Linked DNA regions of Mus musculus: region 2 is linked to region 1. The links are chromatin contacts, called in public promoter capture Hi-C maps. All regions are on one chromosome and are shown on one strand. The core of a region is the stretch at or near the end of the contact, and the rest is flanking DNA. Distances in the headings are between cores, read along the strand shown. Region 1 overlaps Bcar3 (breast cancer anti-estrogen resistance 3). Region 2 overlaps Pde5a (phosphodiesterase 5A, cGMP-specific).

Region 1 (5,343 bases), core at 1,082-3,581:
ATTCCCCGGAGAAACTATTCTCTGCCTCCCCTAAGCCTGCAACAGCAGGAATCCACCAGTCACAGTGAGGATTGCTTAGGCACAGGGCAGGCAGGCACCGAGGGAGACCACACTCATTCCAACCCTGACAGAAAACAGTGGAATTAATCCCTTCGCAATAAAGTTTAGCTACCTGAATGAAAAACACTTCAGTAGAAAAATGGTCTTTTGTCAGTCAGAAACAACCTGGCTATTATCATCTGAATGAGACAGTGATTAATCCTGCATTCTGCCAAAACAGCACTGAAAATCAGTCTGTATTAGGAGCTCTTAACTGGGAGGTGAAGTATGGCTTCTATGATCCATACGAACCACTGGGTGATAATGTGCTCACTGGAGAAATAGGTTAGAGCTTATACTCAATTCCCAAACACTTAGGGGACCTAGAAGTCCCCACTGATTGGTTATCCACTTTTTAAAAAAGTAACTTAATAGATAAAGTGTCTGTGTGTATGCATGCGCGCATGTCCAAGCTTCCATGTGGGAATCTATTGTCTCCTTCACCCTGTGGGTTCTGGGGAATCAAACTCAGGTCAGCAGGTTTCATGGCAGGTACCTTTACCTGCTGAGTCAGGTCACCAGTCTAAGATTCAGAAAGGCTTTCAATAGCCAGTAGAAAGGAAGTGAGCAAAATAGCCTAGTGATCATGACTGGACCTGCAAAACACTTGTCTGGTTGCCATGGACACCGGTTGGCTTAGCAGGGCTGTGACTGGTAAGAGGAGGAGCCAGGCAAGCAGTGTTGAGACCCCTTATGGCTGTGAAGTAGCTTTCCCCTGTGAAAAAGACAAGCCCTTGTGCTCCTCTGGTGGGAGGGCCTTGTGTATCACAGTAAATGTGTAATATGTACAAGTCTGATCTCAGCAACCTCTTGGCAGCCACACATCTGGGGAGTGCATCTAGAAAGGCCATGGCGGTCACCCACATCTCTCTACCTCATTTCCTAGTGTGTGATGTTCCCAAGGGCCAGAATTTCTGCTGAGAATTCTACCAGTGTCTCGTTTAGCACACTAGGAGGGGGGCATCATTATCACCATGGTCTGGGCAGCAAGCAGTAGTTCTTAGAATGAGTAATGAGAGCAAGCCAGAACCTGCTTTATCTGATGTGCTAACAGAAGCATCACACCTGACTGCCAGGACCAGAACACTCTAATCTAAAGCAAATCCAGGAGGCAGACCTCCCCTCATCCAGTGACAGATAGTCCAGCAGCACAGGTTGAGGGTTCATCCGCAATGTCAGGGATACTGGACAACATATAACAGTCAGGGAAGTGTAGCTCATAGATTGGGGATGCTGAGAACAGAATCTCTGGACCAGGAGGCAGCAAGCCTCAGGTGTTGAGCACAAGCCAGGAACACCTCTCTGTGTATAGACCTCCTGTGCCCTTGGTGGGGAAAGGCCGGATCCGAAGGCTCTCTGTGAGAGACTGCATTGATCGGCAGCCAATGTCTTCACTTCCTTGATGGCTGCCAAGTACAACGATGTCTTCAGAAGTGACATCTAAAAGGTCAATATTTTCTTTACTTGGTGCCTAGGGTGAGGACAATGGGTTGTTTTTGCCAGTGTTCAAAGGCTAGTAGAATGCCACCAACCCCCACCCTGTCCCTGTGCACCTTACGGCACTCCTTCCAAAGTAAGTGGGAGGGCTGGGTGGAGGAAGGGGGAGGTACCAGGGTGAGCAGCAGGAATGGGTCTGGAGAGTCTGGATCATTATCTGGAACACTGTGTCTTAGGGCTGGGTCACTTGCGATAACAGATGTAGAAATCTTTCCAAGGCCACACAGGTGATAATCAGGTGATACACAGCTCTCCCAAGGGCCCACTTCTATCTCCTCTGTCACAGTGGCCACCACGAAACTATCCAGCCCATAAATAAACCAAAGAGAGTGAAACTGCAGAGAGCTGTGTACAGGTTTTAAGAAGATGGAAAAGGGTATGGGGAGGAATATCTGCAGAGTTTAGCAGTCATGTGTCAACACAGTATATGTGTATCCCAAGAAGACAGAGATAATTAGAAAAATAGCCTACTATGATCCTAAAACATTTATGGGGAAAAGTGTAAATACCAGATGGTGGTGTTGGAAATATGATCATAACAAATTCAAGAGACTAGTGAGAACGAAACCGTCTTTTAATATATAATGCTGCAGACAGGGAGACACAGCAGAGAAAGGGCAGAGACGACTGGTACGTTGATTTGGCATAAGAGGGCATCTTTAGAAGTTCCCTGACTAGGAGAACTTCCTGTCCTTTTCTCCCATTGGCTGGACTGACGAATAAGCCTGCCCCTTTTCTGATGTGGGCTCAGTCACTTAGCAGACTTCCTGTAACCTTACAACTCTCAGAGCTGGCAGCCCTAGAGAGTGGGGGTGGGGGAGTGTCTCCTGCCTCCTGCTTATCAGTGACTGCTTGTTGACAGCGGACCTAACAACCTAATTCAGTGCTTCTCAATAGCTCAGTTACTAGATAGCATGTGTCTTCACCCTTGCGAGCTGGATGTGTAATCCAGTCAGAGTACTGGACAGTGAGCTGTCTGAGGGTGAACATATGACCAACCTGAGATGAACCTGAGAGCTTCCCTGGGATTTTTCAAACTGGAATTGAGGAGGAAGCTCTCCTTTTCCTTTTGAATGGGAAGACCGGAAGGCTAGGCTTCCACTGTGTGATCCGTGCACAAAGCTGACCTGAGAAAACACAGCTTCTGCGCTGAGAGAGGCAGACACAAGAGACTAGCAGCCCTGGGGTGTTCTACTTCCCAGAAGGAGCAGCAGCAAAGACTGCTCCACCCGGGCCCTTCCCAGAAGGAAGTTTACTACTTTGTATCAACAGGTTAAGTTTACAGGATCGCTTATCCTGAGATTCAAATTTGAGATTAACCCAATCACCGGACCCTTTATCAAGCTTGGGAGTAAAGGAGATGGAACAGTGTGTCCTTAAAACTTGTTTTCCTAAAATGTTTTCTTAAAATGTCAATGACAATGAAGTTGAGCTTAAGTTCAAGGTGTTGGCTAGCACACCGTGTTGGGCACACCGCTGCAGGCTTGTGTGCCATCTCTGCGTCTGAGAGACGCTAAAAAGGAGCCGACACGGGCTGACGCTGCATGAAGCCATGTATATGATTTTCCCGGTTAATAACAGGGCTCTTCGCTGGTGCGTCAGCAGCAGGTGGAAATGAACGGTCTTCCTCAGTCTACTCCAGGGACTTACATGTGGAAGAACTGAGTTGTCCTGAGTTTTCTGGGATAGAGAAGACATGGTTTGCCTTTAGGGAGGAGAAGGAGATTGGAACTAGGATGTTCTGTGTCACTGAGTAGGAGTGTGACCTTTGAGCCATGCACAGCACCCTCCCAGCCTAGGCGCAACTGTGAACCAACATCTTACAACTTCCCCTTAGCAGGCCCTGGCATGATCTACTATCTTAAAACTTCTTGAGGACATTTTTAAATTTATTTATTTTTATTATATATAAGTACACTGTAGCTGTCTTCAGACACTCCAGAAGAGGGAGTCAGACCTCATTACGGATGGTTGTGAGCCACCATCACAACCATCACAAGCTGGGATTTGAACTCTGGACCTTCGGAAGAGCAGTCGGGTGCTCTTACCCACTGAGCCATCTCACCAGCCCCCTGAGGGCATTTCTTAAAGGCCGTTTGGCTATTGGACCAGATTCAGAGATCTTGCAAAGCCACCCACTTCCAGAAGCCAGGAGCCCCTCTGGTGGTCAAACCTAAGAGGAAAACTTGAAGGCATGAAATTGACACCATCTCCACACACATTCAGATCCCCCTTAGATGTGTTCTGCAGCTGGGGTTTCAGGGCTTGGAAGCCCCGGTTTTCAGTCGTCAGGGCCTTTGGGGAGTTCCTTCTCCCTCCCACGGCTTTCCTTATGCCCAGCTCCGAGCTCCAGCTTCCACCCTGCCTCCCGGGTACAGCTGTTAGAATGACTTTGAAACCATCTCTTCTTCATAGTCACCACAACATTCAGCGTGACGACGTCTAAATATAATAGGGGCCCAGGAAACGCTGAGCGCTGTGTAGAGATTCTCAAACTGAAGTCCACAAACACCTTGGCAGATGGATGTATAAGAATCGTGCACATGTATTTCTGGAGATGTGGTTTTTATTCATCTTAGATGTAGAAAAGTAGGGAACCTATCCTCTGCTCCCCAAATAGTCACCCACACAGGCATGAGAAATGGCACAATACCCACCCCCAACACACACACACACACAAAATGAGCCAGCTTTGCCATCCTCTGTTTGGATTAGAACTTGTGACAGAGCTGTTAACTTGATACATTCTAAAATCACCTGGGATGAAAGTCAGGATTAACGAGGTTTGGCAACATTGGGTTGCTCTGAGACATGTATGTCTCTGGGAGTCTCTCTTCCATTTTTCGAGTTTTATTATTTATTTTTATTTCATGAGTGTGGGTGTCCTGTCTGGATGTATGTTACGTATATGTGCCGCATGCATGTAGTGATCACAGCAGTCCAAAGACGATGCAAGATCCCCTGGATCTGGAGTTAAGGCTGTTGCGAGCCGCTGTGTGAGTGGTGGGAACTGAACCTGAGTCTCTGCCAAGGGCAGCAATCACTCTTCACCGCTGAGCCATCTCTCCATCCCTGGAGGGGACTGTCTTCATTAAATTAATTGAGGTGGGAGGCCCAGCCCACTGTGGACAGGACCACGCCTTGGATTTGGGTCCTGTATTGTATAAGAGTAGAGAGAAAGTGGGCATGTGTGCATTTTTTTATCCTTTATCTGTTCTTGGACATGTTGTGACCAGCTGCCTCAAATTCTTGCCTTGATTTCCTGGAAATAGCAGACTATAAACTGGCATTGTAAGTCAAATGAAACCTTTCTCTCCTAAGCCAGAGTGTTTTATCTCAACAGCAGACAGGAAACCAAGGCAGACTTTTCTTATTTTAATCCAAATAATCGCCTTGGTCTCTTAGTCTGCAAGCAACCTGGGATTCCAAACTGGGAGGAAGCGAGGCAAAATGAGGTAATTCTCAGCTCGCACCGCCTTGGCTCTGCTCAGATCCAGGCCGCTTCTGTAAAGACCAGGAGGACACAGAGATGAGAGTCCACACAGGATGAATTCAACTGAGCACACACACCCCGATCCTAACACAGCCACCTGGGCCTGGGAAAGACCAGAGCCCAGCTGGAGCCTTGGGGCACAGGAAGCGGTCCATCAGCTTCGCAGCTTCTTCTGCACAGAAAGCTCTTTGGAGAGGGTGAATGGAGGCTTTATGCAGTAAGTTCTCATCCACAAGCTAATAAATATGTGGAAT
Region 2 (5,343 bases), core at 892-3,391, 390 kb before region 1:
CAGTGAAACCTCTTGGTAGATATAATTCTACAGTGGCTATCAATTTATTCAAGAAAAGCCTGCCGACAAACTTACTCTGCAAAGTGCAGTGAAAATAGAAACTTTTTCTTAGCAAGCAGTCTACGAGAAGAGTGCTTTTACAAATCTCATCTCTTGTTCAATCATTTCCTTTAATATTGTGTTGACTTTTTAATCACTTATTACTAGAGTCAATGTCTTTTTTGGGGGGGAGGGGGACAATCAGTTCTGTGTCTTTATTAACGAGGGCTAGAAATGGACCACACCTGGCAACCAAGGAGTGAGGTACCAGCCAGGGATGGGATGGGCTCAGGCTCTTGGGATTCAAAGGAAGACTCATGGCCTGGAAGAGCCCAAGGAGACCTTGTCCTGGCAGTAGCTGAGAAAGTGCCTAAGGGAAAGCTTTAGGCACTACAGCCACAAGCTGGTTCTGCAGGCTGAGGGGCTGAGGCTGTAGATTCAAAATAGGTTGGGGTGGTCTGGAATCACTCTGAGGCTACCTTGGCTTGTCTACCTAGATTATCCACTGGTCCTGATCCTGTTCGTTGCCTTCCATGTCCACCTCATTGACCTCTCCATCATCAGGTGACTCATTATAGTCATTCATCTCATCCATGTCTTGCATGTCCTCATCATCTTCTGAGTCATCTTCACTGTCCTCATCATCTTCATCATCCTCTTCTTCCTCATCATTGTAGTGCTCTGAGGCCGGCTTGCCAATAGGTACCAGGTTGTTGTCTTTTTCTGCGATGCTTTGGAGCCAGCCTGCTGCTGCTGCTCCTGCTGCTGCAGCTCTGTCTCCTCCACACAGGGTCGGTCCAGATTAAACCACAGCGTCTCAGTCACATGAGGGAAGAGTGAAGGGAACAAGGTGGACATGGCTCCTGAGTTTGAGTCCTGGCTCCATCACTTACTAGCTCTTTGATTTTAGCCAATACACTTAACCTCTCTGGGCCTCAGTTTCCTCATCGCGCCAAGAACTGGCAGCCAGCGGCGACCCGGAAGTGCTTCCCCAGCTAGAGTCAATGTCTTAACAAAGAACTCAATTTTATGAAGAGGAAGAAATCATTAAAAAAACTTTTTTTTTTCACTAAAAAAAAAATTTGGTGGGCACCTTCAAAGCAGAGCGATGCTGAAAACCTAATAGAGCTTTGTAGGTCAAGGCAGTGTAGGCCCAGGATAGAGTGTTTGTCTGGAGGACGGGGTTAAAAAGGCTGAATAATTTCCAGAAACAGAGGGAGCACTGACAGGCAAGACAGCCCTGTCGACACACCCCAGGCTTTCTTCTTATTGTTCTGGGACTAGTAGAACAGCCCCTTGGCTTTTCCCATTGGGCTCTCTGAACAGAGAGAACGACATAAGAAGCACTGTTAATCTTTATACCTTTCCTCTTGGTCTAGTTAAACCAGTGACACTAGAAAGTTATTTTAAAAGTACATAAGTTCTTTGAGAATTTCAAATGCACATAGAATCTGTCTTGACCATATTTCCACTCCCCACAGCTTCCCTTATATCCTCAGATACACCTCCTACCCGACACCTTCCCAAGCTTTCCTTGTTTCTTTATAATCCATGGAGTCCAGTAGGCACTGCCCACAGGAGCACTGGTATGGGGCCAACCTTTACTTTTCTATTGCTGTAATAAAACACCGAGAGAGAGAGAGAGAGAGAGAGAGAGAGAGAGAGAGAGAGAGAGAGAGAGAGAGAGAGAGAGAGTATGTGTGTATGTGTGTGTGTGTGAGAGAGTGTGTGTATGTGTGTGCGTGAGAGAGAGAGAGCGAGTGTGTGTGTGTATGTGTGTGCGTGAGAGAGAGAGACTTCAACTTACAGATGTAGCACAACATGAAGAAAAGCCAGAGTAGGAACCTGGAGGCAGGAACTGAAGTAGAAGCGATAGAGCCGTGCTGTTTACTGGCTTGCTCCTTAAAGCTTGTTCAGCCGGTTTCTTATAGCACCAAGGACCACCAGCCCAGGGGTGGCACCACCTACCATGGGCCGGGCCCTCCCACCTCAATCATTAATGAAGAAAATGTCTATTGATTTGTCCACCGACCATCTGGTGGAAGCACTTTTTTCAATTCCCTCTCCCCGGATTGGTCTAGGCTTGTGTCAACATGAGAGCAACCAGCCAGCACACATGGGATTAGAAACCTGGTTGATCAAGTGGGAGCACACACCTTAAGAACACCCTGACAGGAGTCATCTAATTTCCCGAAGATTCTTTCAAAGGCAAAGAGTGACACAAAGAGAAAATGTGAACCAGGGCTCAGGTCAATGATTCAGGACATAGTCAGGCTCCAAACTATCATGCTTGGCATGCATACAATTTAATTAGGATTTTGGGCTCCAAATAACTATGATTTCCATTCCCATTTCTTGGGGTTTGTAAACAACTGGCTTGTTAGCTACAAATCCTTCTCCTAACCCTGCGACCTTTAGCTGAACGTAGCATAAAGCAGAGACTACTCAATGCAAACTCAGTGTCTCCTGCAACTTTTTAATGTAGGGCCTGGAATTCCTGATTGCTGAGAGACAGCCCCAGGATTGTGTGTTTACGGCTTCCTAGTTCTACAGAAAGGGCTGCTGTCCTGGGAGTGGAAGTCCGAGCAGCAGAGAACTAAGTGATCTTATTTTTTGCTTGGAGAAAATCTCAGCCTGCTCGCTGGACTAAAGGGGTAAACAAAGCTTTACATTTTCATAGAAATTAATAGAGAGATGAAATTTTCATTACTTTCAGAAGTTCTCAGTTGGAGTTCTTTGTATATTTAGTTACCAAAAATATTTGAAGGAGCAGTTTTTAAATTATTCTTTATGGCAGTTAGTACTTAAAAAATGAATTTCTGGCACCCTCTCATGGTCAGAAATTGTAAGTATTCTATTATGGGTACTGGCGGCACTCTTTGGGGGTGAGATGTTTTCTCAACCAGTTAAGAGAGCTTGCCTAGTGGCACAAACAAACAAACAAACAAAAACCTAGTATCTCTACCATGTTGCTTTTTATACCAGAAACAGCAGTGAGTCCCTTGAGGCATCACATTAACCTTTATCAAGAGAACTAAATAAAGGAGAACCAAACTGGCTGAGAAACATGTGGTTTATAAAGCTTCTAGACATTCGATCCAATAAGACTGGATGTGGGAGTTTTAAAACGCTGCATTCAAAAAAAGCAAGGTGTAGTCTTAGCATTGGCTGTGAAGCTACACATCTGGACTCGACTCTGGTTCAAGTCATTTAGCAAGAAGGAAATACCTAAGTTTAGCTCCCTGTGGACACCAGGCTGTTACTACCACGCCCCTCCACAGTGCCTTTATGGTGGGAAACACTACCCTCAAATTGGCAGCATGAGACATTACCAATGAAAAAAGGAAAAGACTATTACTGAAGGGTCTATGTAAAGACTAACTAGTGATCAAGCCACAGTGTAAAATTCTCTCAGACCAGCTGGATTAAGCTTTTCCAGTGGAAAGCCCTCAGTCTTAGAGCCTTAAGTCCCCTAATGATCACACCACACACATTCTCGTTCATTCACTTTATTTTTACAGCACTGCAAAAATGACAACTGACAACGTGGTGACTTCACAAGTACCCTGACCAGGTCTGACTCCACAGACACCCGAGGCAGGTGGGTGTGTGCCTCTGCAGAGTCACATTCTTACAGAAGGATCACTGGAAATGGTTTATAATGTGGGGTGAGGAAAGGAAAGAAACCGACATTTCAGCCATTTTTAGATGACTTCACAACAAAACATAATTTACATAGTAACTCTTTTACGCTAGTATAAAAATAGTGCCAGAAACTATATATTTGTTCAGATATATTGAAAAGGCATAAGAATACAAATAGGTCATCAACAGTGGCGAATCAGGGTTCACTAGAGTTCTTAAACGGTAATAGAAATTTATATTTTTCAGCTATTTACATCACTTTCAATGACATTCAAGACATGTCTACACAGGCTTTTGATAACAATGTGGAAGGGTGAGGTAAGCTTTAATACTTCCTTCTTTGCTCTCTGTGAGAGGGCAGAAAGAGTCCAAATCTGCAGTTGAATAGTCTGAGAACTCCGATCTCTCTCTCTCTCTCTAGTTGCAATATGGAAACATGACCTATGTTGTGGAAGATGTGACTCCTTGCGTAAGGTGCTCTTTAAGCTATCAGCAAGGTAAATGGTCCACGCCAACAGGAAGCCGGAATGTTCACTGACAGATTCTTAAGAAATTTTGGATAAAAGTGCATGTTATGTATGTTACAGAAGAAGGGGAAAGTGGTGGAAAGCCCTATATACTTGCACATTGAGTTGGCGGGATGAGAAGCGATGCCCTTACTCATTCCATGCTTGGCCCATGAGCTCCTGGCACTTCCTGCTGTGTCTCAGCATCTGAGCACTGTGCCTAACATACGGAGAGGATTTAATAAGAAACGGGCTGATGCATGGTTGACACTGAGTCATTAAATTCTGCCACCTTATTTGAGACAGCTGTTTACAGGAGAGCGGGGAACATTTCATCTCTTCTCATCTTAAATCAAGTTAAAGCAAAAGGCCATGCCGCTTACCTGATAAGGTTTAGGAGTGTAATCTAGTGAGAAACACAGGAAATTTGGAAATGTGATAGGTGCCAAGCCTTACACTTCGGCAGCGTTCTGAGAGTAAAGGCACTTAACTGGTAGGCAAGAATTTCTGACTCAAGTTCATATATACTCTTGTCTCCGTGTTGCTGCTAAAAGAAGTTCTTCTTTGTAATTAGCCAACCAGTGACAGAGTATCATCCTACATTTTTGCTCCGAGCCAGGTCTGTGTGGAGTGAATTAACAATACTTGTTTTCCATCTAAGGAACTCAGCGAAGAAATGACGGGCGCTGTCAGGTCATTACCTCAATACCCCATTTTGCAACAGTGGTCTCAAAGGTCCATAAAAAAGCTTAAGAGCTAGCTATTTCTTGGGGGGCATGCCCCTTAAACACAGGCTTTGTCTAAACCAAACTACGTGAGTACCCTGACTGGTAAAGGCAGCTAACTCTTCTAAACGTGTAAGATCAGAAAACTTTATAGACAACTTACCAAACCACGAGGATTTTTCTGGCTGAAAGTTAAAAATGACATGATATCATATTATTTCACTATAGCCAGCCAAGAAATTTGTCAAGAGAACAGTCCAGGACAAGAACACTTTCTTGTTCATTACGGGCACTATGGATTCACGGCAGCATGAGAGAGGAATGATAATATAATGTGATAGATATATTCCAACTTGAGTGGACACTAGAAAGGCAATATTCACATTCAGAACAAAAACTATGATTTGTGTTCTTGTACCACAGATAGC

The links. Promoter capture Hi-C pulls out the DNA fragments that hold promoters and counts their contacts.
Region 2: a contact with region 1 is called in a promoter capture Hi-C map of liver, with 2.2 times the contacts expected there. The contact joins two enhancer-like sites. A contact is called at or near these places in 3 of 39 promoter capture datasets (cranial neural crest, liver and stem cell-derived epiblast-like cells) and 1 of 9 other capture datasets (embryonic stem cells).

Annotation. Positions count from the first base shown.
Region 1 is chr3:122,471,304-122,476,646 of GRCm38.p6, reverse strand. All of the region lies in intron 3 of Bcar3 (breast cancer anti-estrogen resistance 3), which reads right to left. It overlaps Gm34349 (a long non-coding RNA gene), which reads left to right. Exons shown (of 2, transcript XR_376033.3): 2 at 1-186. Among named protein-coding and RNA genes, the nearest start is that of Gm34349, 6.3 kb to the left of the region's middle. Within about 2 kb of position 2,331, at least 167 of the 459 cell types and tissues checked have an H3K27ac peak or open chromatin away from gene starts, as enhancers often do. A contact at or near this core is called in liver, where this site is marked.
Region 2 is chr3:122,857,564-122,862,906 of GRCm38.p6, reverse strand. It overlaps Pde5a (phosphodiesterase 5A, cGMP-specific), which reads right to left. Exons shown (of 21, transcript NM_153422.2): 21 at 3,533-5,343. It also overlaps the pseudogene Gm9364. Among named protein-coding and RNA genes, the nearest start is that of Gm34577, 9.7 kb to the right of the region's middle. Within about 2 kb of position 2,141, at least 12 of the 459 cell types and tissues checked have an H3K27ac peak or open chromatin away from gene starts, as enhancers often do. A contact at or near this core is called in liver, where this site is marked.